2 separate regions of the Zea mays genome follow, and region 1 is linked to region 2. A link is a contact called in public Hi-C data. All regions are on one chromosome and are shown on one strand. The core of a region is the stretch at or near the end of the contact, and the rest is flanking DNA. Distances in the headings are between cores, read along the strand shown.

Region 1 (6,690 bases), core at 3,402-5,901, 140 kb before region 2:
AGGAGCCCGAGGGTCTCGGCGTAGATGATGTTGAGGCTGCTGCCTCCGTCCATGAGGACCTTGGTGAGCCTGACGTCGCCGATGACGGGGTCGACAACGAGCGGGTATTTCCCCGGGCTCGGCACGCGATCGGGGTGGTCATCTCGGTCGAAGGTGATGGGCTTGTCGGACCAGTCTAGGTAGACTGACGCCGCCACCTTTACCGAACAGACCTCCCGACGCTCTTGCTTGCGGTACCGAGCCGAGGTGTTCGCCGCTTGCCCACCGTAGATCATGAAGCAGTCGCGGACCTCGGGGAACTCTCCTGCCTGGTGATCTTCCTTCTTATCGTCGTCGTGAGCCCTGCCACCCTCCGCGGGTGGCCCGGCCTTGTGAAAGTGGCGCCGAAGGATGGCGCACTCCTCAAGGGTGTGCTTGACGGGCCCCTGATGATAGGGGCACGGCTCCTTGAGCATCTTGTCGAAGAGGTTGGCACCTCCGGTGGGTTTTCGAGGGTTCTTGTACTCGGCAGCGGCGACAAGGTCCGCGTCGGCGGCGTCGCGCTTCGCTTGCGACTTCATCTTGCCTTTCTTCTTGGCGCCGTGCTGAGTTGACGCCTCGGGGACATCTTCTGGTGGGCGGCCCTGGGGCTGCTTGTCCTTCCGGAAGATGGCCTCAACCGCCTCCTGGCCAAAGGCGAACTTGGTGGCGATGTCCACCAGCTCGCTCGCCCTGGTGGGGGTCTTGCGACCCAGCTTGCTCACCATGTCGCGGCAGGTGGTGCCAGCGAGGAACGCGCCGATGACATCTGAATCGGTGATGTTGGGCAGCTCGGTGCGCTGATTCGAGAATCGTCGGATGTAGTCCCGGAGAGACTCTCCCGGCTGCTGTCGGCAGCTTCGGAGATCCCAGGAGTTCCCAGGGCGCACGTACGTGCCCTGGAAATTGCCGGTGAAGGCTTGGACCAGGTCGTCCCAGTTGGAGATCTGCCCCGGAGGCAGGTGCTCCAACCAGGCGCGAGCGGTGTCGGAGAGGAACAGGGGGAGGTTGCGGATGATGAGGTTGTCATCGTCCGTTCCACCCAGTTAGCAGGCCAGCCGGTAGTCCGCGAGCCACAGTTCCGGTCTCGTCTCCCCTGAGTACTTTGTGATAGTAGTCGAGGTTCGGAACCGGGTCGGGAACGGCGCTCGTCGTATGGCGCGGCTGAAAGCCTGCGGACCAGGTGGTTCGGGCGAGGGACTCCGATCCTCCCCGTTGTCGTAGCGTCCCCCACGCCTGGGGTGGTAGCCTCGGCGCACCCTCTCGTCGAGGTGGGCCCGACGGTTGCGGTGGTGGTGCTCGTTGCCGAGGCGACCTGGGGCCGCAGGCGCTGTGTTGCGCGTGCGCCCGGTGTGGACCGAGGCTTTCCGCATGAATCGGGAAGTCGCGACACGATGTTCCGAGGGGTACCCCTACCTTCAGGAGGCGGAGCTCTCGGCCCATCGGACCGCGGCGTCCTCCAGGAGATTCTTGAGCTCTCCCTAGATACGCCGCCCCTCGGTGGTTGATGGCTCCGGCATCGTGCGAAGAAGCATTGCCGCTGTAGCCAGGTTCTGTCCGACTCCACTGGAAGTCGGTGGCGGCCTTACCCTGACATCGTCGGCGATGCGGTGCTGGGTACCCTGGGGTAGGTGACGCACTTCTCCGGCCGGAGGCTGGCCCGCCCATTCCTGCCCGATGTCCCGAGGATCGGCTCAAGTGTTCCTGCCCCCTCGTCGAGCCTGGCCTGCATCTCGCGGATTTGCTCGAGTTGTGGGTCATGACCCCCCGCCGGGACGGGGACCACAGCTAGCTCCCGTAGGATGTCAACGCGAGGCACAGGCCTAGGGAGATCACCGTTCTCCGGCATACCAAGATGGTTGCCTTCGTTGGGACCCCCTAGATCGACGTGGAAACATTCACGACTTGGGCCGCAGTCCTCGTCGCCGAGGCTGCGGCTACCGTCGGAACAGTCAGAAAGGCAGTAGTCGCATGCGGTCATGAAGTCCCGCATGGCACTGGGGTTACCAAGTCCGGAGAAATCCCAACAGAAGTCGGGCTCGTCATCTTCCTCGGACCCCGAGGGCCCGTAGGTCGAGACGGCCGTCAGCCGGTCTCAGGGTGACCGCATACGATACCCCAGAGGGTTTGGACTCGCCTCTACGAGGGCGTCCACCAAAGCGAAGTCGCTTGGTGGGTCGAGGCTGAATCCAAAAGGCGTGAGATGGAAATCGATTGGTACCTCTTGGTCGACGGGCGGTGACGAAGTCACGTCAGGGACTGACTGTACCGTCGTCTCAGGTACGAGGGTGACGCCCAGCAAGTCCTTCGCGAGCGTGCTGGCGTCGTCCGTTTGCTTGGGGTTGGCGTGTTGCGGGGAGACGACGCTCGTCGTCGTCCCAGACGCGAGGTCGATGTCCGACGTGCCCCCCGTTGGGGCGCCGGCGCCATCGACTCGCTCGACAGCCGACGAGGTGCCGCCTCCTGCTTGGCCTTGGTTGCCCCGCCTCCTCCTCCGTCGGCGGGGGAGGGGACGGGGCGAGCTCGAATGTTGTTCTTCCACTACGCGGGGAAGACGTCGTCGATTCCGCCGCCGGCGGGCGGGCTGTCGGCCGCCATTGTCGCCGTCGCGCGGCGGGGGAAGGAGTATCATGTCGTAGCTGCCATCGAGGGACATGAACTCAAGACTCCCGAAACGGAGCACCGTCCTGGGCTGGAAAGGTTGTTGGAGACTGCCCATCTGGAGCTTGACGGGAAGCTGGTCGTCAACACGCAGCAGGCCCCTACCTGGCGCGCCAACTGTTGGCGTTTCGAACCCGGGGGGTCCCTGGACCGACGAGTAAATTATCGTCGTGTGCCCCAGCCCAGATGGGTCGGCGCGAGACGGAGCGCGAAGGGGGGAGGCAGCCGGAGGGAGACGGGCGTGAGAGGTGGAATCCCGCGGCCTTCGTGTTTGTCCCACGCCCTGGTCGGGTGCGCTTGCAGTAGGGGGTTACAAGCGTCCACGCGGGAGGGAGCGAGCGGCCTCACGCGAGCGCCGTCCCGTCCTTCCCCGCGCGGTCAACTCTCTGTAAGAGGGCCCTGGTCCTTCCTTTTATAGGCGCAAGGAAAGGATCCAGGTGTACAATGGGGGGTGTAGCAGTGTGCTAACGTGTCTAGCGGAGGAGAGCTAGCGCCCTAAGTACATGCCATCGTGGCAGCCGGAGAGGTTTTTGCACCCGGTTCGTGTGGTGTCGTGGCCGTCGGAGGAGCGCTGGAGCCTGGCGGAAGGACAGCTGTCGAGGCTGTCGAGTCCTTGCTGATGTCCTCTTGCTTCCGTAGGAGGGCTGAGAGCCGCCGCCGTCATAGAGCGTGCGGGGCGCCATCATTACTTGTCTGGCGGAGCGAGCCAGATGGGACGTCAGTCTTGTTCCCCATAGCCTGAGTCAGCTTGGGGTAGGGTAATGATGGCGCTTCCTGTTGACGTGGTCGGTCTGTTCCCTGGGTTGGGCGATGTGGAGGCTCCTCCGAGGTCGAGGTCGAGTCTGTCTTCCGAGGCCGAGGTCGAGTCCGAGCCCCTGGGTCGGGCGAGGCGGGGACCGTCGGCTGAGGCCACGGCTGAGTCCGAGCCCTGGGGTCGGGCGAAGCGGAGTTCGTCGTCTTCCGGGGCTGAGCCCGAGTCCGAGCCCTAGGGTCGGGCGAAGCGGAGTTCGTCGTCTTCCGGGGCTGAGCCCGAGTCCGAGCCCTGGGGTCGGGCGGAGCGGAGTTTCCCATGGCGTCTAGGGCCGGACTCGGCTGCTGTCAGCCTCACTCTGTCGAGTGGCACAGCAGTCGGTGCGGCGCAGGCGGCGCTGTCCCCTTGTCAGATCGGTCAGCGAAGTGACTGCGGTCACTTCGGCTCTGTCGACTGGAGGGCGTGCGTCAGGATAAAGGTGTGAGGCCACCTTTGCATTAAATGCCCCTGCGATTTGGTCGGTTGGCGTGGCGATTTGGCTTAGGTTGCTTCTTGGTGAAGACTAGGCCTCGGGTGAGCCGAAGGTGTGTCCGTTGCTGTAGGGGGGCCTCGGGCGAGACGTAGATCTTCTGGGGTCGGCTGCCCTTGCCCGAGGCTGGGCTCGGGCGAGGCGCGATCGCGTCCCTCGAATGGACCGATCCTTGACTTAGTCGCACCCATCAGGCCTTTGCAGCTTTGTGCTGATGGGGTTACCAGCTGAGATTTAGGAGTCTTGAGGGTACCCCTAATTATGGTCCCCGACAAAACTCTTTCACCATCAACTCAATAATTTTTATAAAAAACCCTAACAAACCATGGTTGTATCTGTGGTTGGATCGTAATCTAATGGATTAGATGGTTTGCTTGGACGCTTGCACAGAAGGACTGCTTGCATAGCAGTCGTTGCCTAAAAAAAGATCAAGCGATATTCTTTGTGAGACCGAATTGAAGGGATTAGAAAGTAGAGGCGCGTTCAAGTTTTTTTAGAAATCCGAAACTGAAGTCAGCGACAGGGCGGTGGTATTCAAGATGCTGGAGGCGACCAGTAGCCGGCCGGCCGGCCGGCCAGGTCGTCAGGCCCAGGAGAACACATTTTCTCGGGTGCACGCAGCCAGATCCATTGTAACCTAACGACGACAGGCAATCATGGGGGGTCACGCGGACCGCGCGCCGATCGGCCGCCGGCTCGAGGGCGCGGCGAAAGCGACGGCACGCCGCCTCAGACCCGGACGCCCGATCCCCGCCAGCAGCAGGCGAGCACGCGTCCGCCTGCGCCTCGTGCTGGGTTCTGCCGCCCGGCCCGGCGCCCGAATTTTTTGTTTTTTAGCCCCTTTCGAGTCAAAAATTTACGTTTGGACCCCCAGAAATTTTATTTGCACGTTTGGACCCGAAGCTCGGCGCCACAGCCTGTGGCGCCGAGGTAACACAGCTCGGCGCCACAACCTGTGGCGCCGAGTTTCGTGACGTGGCAGTCCCGCGTGGCACCTAGCTCGGCGCCACAGATCTTGGCGTCGAGCTAGGAAAAACCCGCAAACTGTCTTCTCTCTGCGCGCGTTTCTTCTCTTCTGCTCATTCCAAATCACAGCCGCCGAAATCGCCGCCGCCGTCCACAAATCGCCGCCGCCTGCCCCAGCTCCGGCTCGCCGCCGCCCGCCCGCCCCGGCCCAGCTCCGGCTCGCCGCCGCGAGCCCCGCCCGAGCTCGCCCGAGCTCCGCCCGACCCCGGCCCAGCTCCGGCTCGCCGCCGCGAGCCCCGCCCGAGCTCGCCCGAGCTCCGCCCGAGCTCCGCCCGCTCGAGCTCCGCCCGAGCTCGCTCGCCGCCGCCCGCCCCACGCAGTCCACTGCCGCCCCGAGCTCGCCCGCAGTCCACTGTCGACCAGTCCCCGCCGCCCGGAGTCCGGCCAACGATCGGCCACCGCCCGCTCCGGCCCCGGTAGCTCCCGCCCCCACTGCCGACCAGTATTTTTTTTTAATTTCTTAGTTTGTAAACTAGTAGTAATTAGTTAGGTATCCACTTATTTATTGTTTAGTAAATAGTTAGATATTTTGTTGTTAGTGTTTATTAAAATAGTTAGCTAGTTTGTTGCGTAGTATATTGTTAGTGTTTAGTTAATTCTTAGTGATTATATAGTTAGGATTTTGTTTAGCGCATTGAAATTACATGTTTTCTGTGTTGGCAACCATCGTGTTGTCGTTTATTCGCAGGTTCTATAAACATCACTTTACAGGGGAGGTGCTGCCAAATTCAATGTTCGGACAACAGAACTGCTTGTCATAGTCTTCGTCGATGACAGCACGGTCTCCACAATCGCATCGAGGCGGTGAGTCCATCCGTCTTTCTGTTGCTACCTCCTTCTCCGCATCCGTCATTGGTGGAGGATTCGGGGGAGGAGGTACCCAACGCTTAAAACGCTCATGACTGGTCTTTCCACTCAACCAATTAACGAAAAGAAGATATCGAGGGTCAAATTTATCAGGACCATCGATCCACTGAAAAAAGAAACACTTCTGATGTCCCTAAAATAATGGAAAGATGCACTATTACATATCTACAAAATAATGAATGCGAACAAAATTAAGTGACAAGTCATAAGCTACGTACGTCCAAAGTGCCACAAAGGTAGTAGCAGCGAGCAGCCGTGTCTGGATGTTGTGATTGATGTACCCAAGCCAGTCTGCCACAGTCACAGTTAGGCACGGGGAGTTCAGGAGGAACAGGAGCATCCTTACTAGATACGTCCGGATATAACTCCCGAGGACGACCTCTCTTCTGCCACAACGCCTCTCGGTACATGTCTTTCATCTAATAAACGATTATAATTATCACTTGTACCTATTATGCTTTATAATAAGTTTACACAAACTAATAATCGAAATGATAATATAATAGGTGTATACAAATTATTAAACTAACAACCCAATATACAAAACGAATCAGTTGGAAATCATACCTTGGTCTATGAAGTGAACCAACTCATCTTTGAATCCAGCAAATTTTGACGAAGTTTGGAAATGGGATGAAATGAGCTGCTCTCGGCCAGCCGCGCGGGCGTTTTTATAGGAATTCGTAGCTCGGCGCCAAGATCTGTGGTGCCGAGCTACGAGGCCGCGCCGCCACCACGTCAGAGCCAGGTCAGCCCTGGACGCAACTAGCCGTTGCTGCCACGTCACAGCTCGGCGCCACAGGCTATGGCGCCGAGCTAAGGGTCCAAAACTGAGTTT
Region 2 (7,161 bases), core at 1,625-4,124:
TCGGAGCTAGAAAAGCACGTGCTGGCAGTGGACGACAACTTCGTGGACCGCGCCGTGATCGCCAGGATCCTGCGCGGCTCCAGGTACAGGGTGACCGCCGTGGAGTCGGCGACGCGCGCGCTGGGCTTGCTCCCCAACGTTAGCATGATCATCACCGACTACTGGATGTCTGGGATGACCGGGTATGAACTGCTCAAGCGCGTCAAGGATTAATTTATATATAGAACTTGTTGTGGTCGTGTATGATCTACTTTATATTTTGGCATACTATGCACAAAAACAAGTGCATTCTATGACCATCGTGATTTATACATTTTTAAACAAAATTTTACGATACCTCTTATTGCATTTTACGCTTCCACTAAAAAGCAAGTGCCACATTCGTCGTTACAAAATAGATCGTTGATTTACGCTAAAATTCGTATTCATTTACGCTGTTTCGGATCACGTTTTACGCTTAAATCCACCTGGGCTAGAACCCGAGCACGATCGGAGCGCGATCGGAGCGCGCGATTTTCACGTCGTAATTTAGGCCCCATTCGTTGTTACGAAATAGATTGATGATGTACGCTAAAATATGTACCCATTTATGCTGTTTTGGTTCACGTTTTACACTAAAATTTGACCGAGCTAGAATCCGTGCACGATCGAACGTGCGCAATTTTCACGCCGTAATTTTTGGGCCCCATTCGCTGTTACGAAACAGGTCTATAATTTACGTAAATTTCATATTCATTTACGCTATTTCGGTTCACGTTTTATGATTAAATCCACCCGAGCCAGAACCCTAGCACGATCAGAGCGTGTGTTTTTCACGCCGTAATTTGGGCCTCATTCGTCGTTACGTAACAGATCGACGATTTACGCGGTAACCATCCCACATTTATCGCGAATTTACAGCAATACTTTCCTAATCTCAAACCAACCTAGATCTACGCACACACTGATCACGTATATACAATAGCATGAATGGTCTGACGTCGCGATATTGCATGGTTTATGATGTTACCTTTCATGTTCTTATGCAGTCGTAAACGCTGAACAAACTTGTAAAGTCATCCTACGTGATTTGCGTGTCAACAGATTTTTTTGCATGGTTTATGCACATTATTCAATATGTTTATGCATGCGTATAAATCCTGACGCAAGCACGCGTGTGGTGGCCTGTCCATGTCTTGGCTGGGGCTTCCCTACTATTCGAAGCCCAGTGCTTCCATTACCTCGATTCTTATATATATATAAGATTCATGTGTTCTAGTGGCTTAGCTAGGAAAGTGGGCTAAGATAATAGAACTTAACAGTGGCATTATAGCCAGTTTGGACCATGAAACCTAGAACCGAACTCTTCGGGTGTTAAGATTCGATCGAACCCTTTAAGTTTTATAGCAAGTAGAAAGAGAGAAAGCGATTAGTCTGTAAGGAAAATGGACTTGGTCCATTTGATTATGTGATTTTGGTGTTTGATGATTAAGATAACATGTGAACTAATGTGTTAGCTAGTGTTTATGTTTTATGACAAGAGGGTACCACAAAAGCTAAAAGACAACTTTTATAGGTTGACGATTACGCATGCTATGTTGTATGGTGCACAATGTTGGCCTGTAAAAAGATGACATATTCAACACATAAGTGTTGCACAAATGTATATGCAGCATTGGATTTATGACCATATAAGAAGGATCTGAGCTCGAATGATGATATACATGATAGGCTAGGGTTAACACCAATTGAAGAAAAAGCTTGTCTAATATCGCTTGAGTTGGTTTGGACATGTCCAACGAAGACCTCTATAGGTGCTAGTGCATAATGATAGTGGGATCCTAAGGCGCTATATGAATAAGAAGAGAGAAAGGGGAAAACCAAAGTTGACAAGTAAAAGGAGACTTAAAAAATAGGATATACACAAAGATTTAGGCGTGTTTGGCATGGTTGTGCTCCACTCTAGAGCAGCTCTATACTCTAAAACTCTAGGCGAAGCAACTCTGATCTAGAGTTTAGATTGCTTTATCATAACCAGCGGCATTGGTGGGTAAATAACTCTAAACTCTATGTCTAAGTTGCTTTTTTATAGTTTGCGAAGTAGTAAAAGAGGTACTCCAAAATTTTGTACCGCATCTCTGAAAACTCTATGATGTTTACAATACTAGAGTTAGAGTGTTTGACAGGCTCTGACCAACTCCTCTTTATTGTTTTGCTTTGGAGCCAATGCCAAACATGCCCTTAGCCTTAAATAAGAGTGTATGGAAAACACCTGTCTATGTGCCCAACCTTAACTTATGAGTTCTATTAGGTTTTTAACTTTAGTCTATCCTAACAACCTTAACTTATGAGTTCTATTAGGTTTTTAACTTTAGTCTATCCCAACTTATTTGAGGGAAACGACTTTGTTGTTGTTGTTGTTGTTGTTATTGCATAGATAGTTAGTTTATTATTTGTTTATAATTGATAATTGAGTCAAGAGAGTTTCATCTATATAAAACCTACATCTTCTTTCTCTTATTAATAATGTTATCACGTAATAAAAATACTTGGTGTCAATCTATTAAACTTAGTGAAACGTTTTATGACATTGTTTCTAAAATTGACAAGTTATAATAAAATGGAACAGGGATGAAGCACACACATAATATCGTTACATTGTTTTGTAGACATTCAATTCCACAACTCATTTAAGATAAGAATTTATATCGTTACATAATATCGTTACATTTATATATATTAAAAAATATGCTATTTCCGACAAGAGTAGCACGCGAGAAAAGGCGCGATATGAATCGATAAGCCGTGTCAGTTAGGCGTCGCGTCGCCATCCCGAAGCAGTTACTTCCCCACTCCACTCATGATCACAAAACTAATTACAAACCCAGGGAAACAATTCCACTCGCCGCGGAAACCTTCCTTCTGGGCCTCGTCCGGTCGTCCGTCCCTTCGCGCCCCTGAAATTGTCCGACCGCGTGGCGACTCGGGTCGGACGGATGCCGGTCGACGTCGAGGCGGCGATGGCCCCGCCCCAGGCGGCATCGGCCTGCAGCTCGTCGTCGATAGGCAGGGACAGCGACGAGTGCTCGCCGCCGGGGAAGGAGGAGGAAGGGGAGGGGGAGGTGCAGAGCGCGTACGAGGGAGGAGGAGGGGGCAGCCTCGCTGGGTTGGAGGCATTGGAGGAGGCGCTGCCTATTCGGTGAGTTATTGCCAGTTCATACTTGATAGATTGTTTTACTTTTTTTTTGTGATCTGGGCTCTGCAGGAGAAATTGGTTCTTTGGGGGAATCTGTGAAGAAGCAGCTAATTTGCTTTCTTTGGAGTATTCCCATTTGATTTCTGTATGTTATTTTCCTAGAAAATATTCAGGTTAATTTATTGGAATTGCAGAGATTACTCTGTGGGTGTGATTCTGCCGCTTCTTTCTACAAATGGTACACTGCTACGTTTTGCACTCAATGAGTATTTTTGAGATATTAGCTTTGTTATTTCATAAAGGAGGAAACGTGAGATTAGAGATGACTTGGATGTTAGGTAGTAGAACAACGAATTGTCATTAGGTGCTTTGTCTGATAGACTAGATTTTGCGATGGTTTAGCTAGGTTGCAGATAAAAAATGTCAAAACTGTTTTGTTGTTAATCTGCATAGTCTTCATATGCCTCTGTGCGGTTGCTGCTTTTTAAAATGTCAGGTCTATCTGCAATTTCACATATAACATTTTATTAGAGTGACCCTGTAGTTAAACGGCTCTGAAATGATTACCACTACAAAACTTTCAAAATATCTGTATCTTTTGAGAAAAATTGGATCAAAATCGGATCCTGCTTTTTCTGGATAATTCTGACATGTCAAGCTCATGTGGCAAGGAACACTCCACCGTCTTCTTTGACATGTGACCGAAGCAGACTCGTTAGCTTTTATTTTTAAGGAGATGAGTGGTATTTGCATACATTAATAGTGCAACCATATCAACACTTTCAATGCGTAACAAAATATTTCTTAAATTTAAACATGGAATACGGAAATCAATTATTCATCTGGGATATCTGGCATGGGAAATGCATGTTGGTAATAATGGCACATTTTGGTTGAAAATATTAACTAACTGAAAAGGACCTGGCTCACATGGTACCAACCAATCTTAAGCAGCAACTTTTTGTTGATAAAGACTGTAGAGGTTTGCGTGTCTCTGAACCACAGAACATCAATTATTGGCTTATGAGTACCCATAATATCATCCATACACTTCAGCATAAGTACTGTTCCCCCACAGCATATCCATGGTCTCACCAACTTTGGATTTGTTGTTTAGTCAAAACTCAAAACATGACCTTTAGTCCTTTTGAAACCTGTCTCTGGGATGGTGCAGGAGTGATGTGCATTTTTATGTTAAAGAAGAAAGGGAGTCTAAGAAGAGTAGAAGACTCGTACAAGTCCATTAGGGAAGGGTTCAATACATGGACCTTGCCAAGGAAACAAAAAGGATAACGACCAGGAACCTATATGTGCAAATGTCACCACTGTCTTTAGCTCCTGCCATACTCCACAAGATGGCCTCATCCCTAATATCAGCTTGGTGAATGTGAGGTACTGAAGGGCCCCCAACAAGGCTTCAGTAGACAGTGGGGTCACTAACTAGAGCACCGACACTTGAGGAACCTTCGCCTGAGCACCTCACTTGAGCATTCACTGGAGTGGCATACAACTTACAGTCCACAATGCTAGCGTGATCAAGTATGTCTAGAGTATATTGTACTTGCTGGAGGAATGATGCATGGGGCCGCGTTCAACTGCAATACCCAATACCAGCCAAGACTGCGAGACGACGAACTATACGGAAAGTAGCAGGCTTCTCCACAGAACTGAAAGTCTCATCGTAGTCAACACTAGGATGCAGAGTGAAAGCTCAGAGGACACATCAAGTCTTGTACGGTTGTACCTACCTAGAGAGTTGTCCTTCCTCTGAGTCTACACCCACTTGTTGGTCACCACGTTGCCACCAAGGGGATGTGACATGAAATCCTAGGTATGAATATGATTGGCGAGCAGAGCTCCGTAATCTTCCTTCATAGGCGATGCTAGTGAAGATTGGTGAGGGCGCGATGGACATAAGATGGTGTAGAGGAGACTGACTGTGAGGAGGTCGAGGAAAGTACGAGGTAGTCAACATGTGGAAGAACCCCAACAGCTTGTCGAGTCACCATCGTATGGAAGTGACGGGGATCACAGTAAAGGAGAGGAGGAGCGAGTTGGGACACCCTCCCATGCACGGCGCTAATAGACATGCACAGTTTTGACAAAGTGAGTGGCGGGAGGAGTTGGCAAACGTAGCTCAACCGAATACGGTGAGCATGTGTGAGGGGTAGCAGGGGCTGCAGCGGACTGCACAAGACGTAGTAGGGGACACTATGGCCGTGCGTGGCACAGTAAAGGGCTCCAAGGGAGCAAGTGGCATGGTTGGAGGCACCAAGAAGAATCCTACTGGCGGAAAAAGGAGGGGTGGTTGTCCAGAGCGCCACAATGTCAGTCTCAAGAAGGGAGTCCAACTTTTGGATGACACTGGAGGAAGAAGTGAAGAAGGGACCGCTGAAGACGACGCGCCGAGAGATCAATATGCGTTGGGTGGAAATATCGAGACACTAATATTCCTTATGATCAGGGGAGTACCCAAAAAAGATACAACGGGCCGAGTAAGGTGAAAGCTTGTGAGGTGTTATGGCGAAAAGGTTAGTATAACAGGCATATCAATGCTCGTAGGTAGGAGTGGTGCCAAACATGGCAAAGTGAAGGGTGGGAGCATTGATCACCTTGGTGGGAAGGCGATTAAGGGTGTGTTTGGTTTGGCTTTTGGCTTTGGATTTTGCCCCCTAAAAGCTAAATCAAAGGGCTGGATCTAGAAAGCAGTTTTTTCTAAAAGCCGACTTTCTCGCAGTGTAAAACTGAAAGCACCTCTGGACCTGCTTTTAGCGGCTTTTGGATGGAACCGTAAAAATATTTGTGGAATAATTTGTAGCTTTTTTAGTGGTTTTCACTAAACAATTTTTAGCTTTTTAGCAGTTCATAGTCCATGACAGCTTTTTTCACAGCTCACAGCCCACAACAGTTTTTTCACAGCCACAACCCAACCAAACAGACCCTAAGTAAGCAAGTGGTAGTGTGAAAGGCTCTCAACCCAGTAGCGATGTGGTTGGTTCTTGTGTTGTAGAGTGATGGCTAGGGAGCGTCACCCTTCCCACTACCACCTCCTCGGCCACCCGTCTGCCACCGGTAGCTAGCACCAGCACCAAATCTTGTAGGAGGACGAAGGACTTCCGTCGCCATGGATCAGGCAAGTGTAAGAGTGAGATCCCAGGTGCTGTAGTGGAAGGAGTGGTGCGCTGGGGCTACCTGTCAGAGTTGGGGTCGTAGAGGATTGTGGTGGTGTCGGAGGGGGCTTAGGCCCCCTTGATGGGCTCCTCGAGGATGAGATATTTGTGGGCAGTGCGGAAGGAGGGCAACGACACAGACTGTGTGATCTAGGTCCATAGATGATCGTAATGCTCATTGAGGCCTTGAAGGAGATTGAGAACGAGGGTACAATCTAGAAGGGCTCACCAAGGTCACGCAGGGAGTCTGGCATGCCCTTCATCTGGCGGTAATACCCAATGATGCAGAGGTCTCCTTGGACAAAGTTATAGAAAACTACGTCAAGGTAGAGGGTGTGAGCCTCGTGGTTGCTGAAGAATTGTTCTTCAATGGCAATTCGGCCCTAGGGAGCAGTGCTATCGCGCTCGCGGACGATTTCCTACAGCTCGACAATGACGGTACCGAGGATCCAGGAGAGGACTACGTTGTCCATCCGGTGCCAAGATGGACCATGGGGCGAGCAACGTCGGTGAAGACATGGTCGTCGAGGGTGTAGCGTTACAGGATGAGGACAAGGTCACGCCGGCGAGTGTAGGTGGAGGTTAGGACGAGGACAGGGACCAACATCCGAATTTTTTGGATACTAGTCACCTAAGCATGGAGGTTGGAGACGACACCAGCCTCATACGCCTAGGAAACATCGATATCATTAAACTTGAGGAAGGGATCGACGACAGCAACACCCCTAAGTTGTTTCTTGGCCTCCGCAAGCTGGCGAGCAAGAGCATCAGCGGTGGCATGCTCTTGCTCCCTGGTGAAGGTAACAGCTCGCTCAC

What was found. A called contact is a pair of places that touch in the nucleus more often than the background predicts.
Region 1: a contact with region 2 is called in a Hi-C map of leaf, with 5 times the contacts expected there. The contact joins the enhancer-like site here to the promoter of LOC100282433 in region 2. A contact is called at or near these places in 3 of 25 Hi-C or Micro-C datasets (ear, leaf and tassel).

What each region holds. Positions count from the first base shown.
Region 1 is chr1:213,012,847-213,019,536 of Zm-B73-REFERENCE-NAM-5.0, reverse strand. No RefSeq gene overlaps it. Among protein-coding and RNA genes, the nearest start is that of LOC100191690, 28 kb to the left of the region's middle. Within about 2 kb of position 4,651, at least 14 of the 20 cell types and tissues checked have an H3K27ac peak or open chromatin away from gene starts, as enhancers often do. A contact at or near this core is called in ear, leaf and tassel, where this site is marked.
Region 2 is chr1:212,870,474-212,877,634 of Zm-B73-REFERENCE-NAM-5.0, reverse strand. It overlaps LOC100282433 (MTD1), which reads left to right and starts at 2,874. Exons shown (of 2, transcript NM_001155344.2): 1 at 2,874-3,178. The coding sequence starts at 2,976.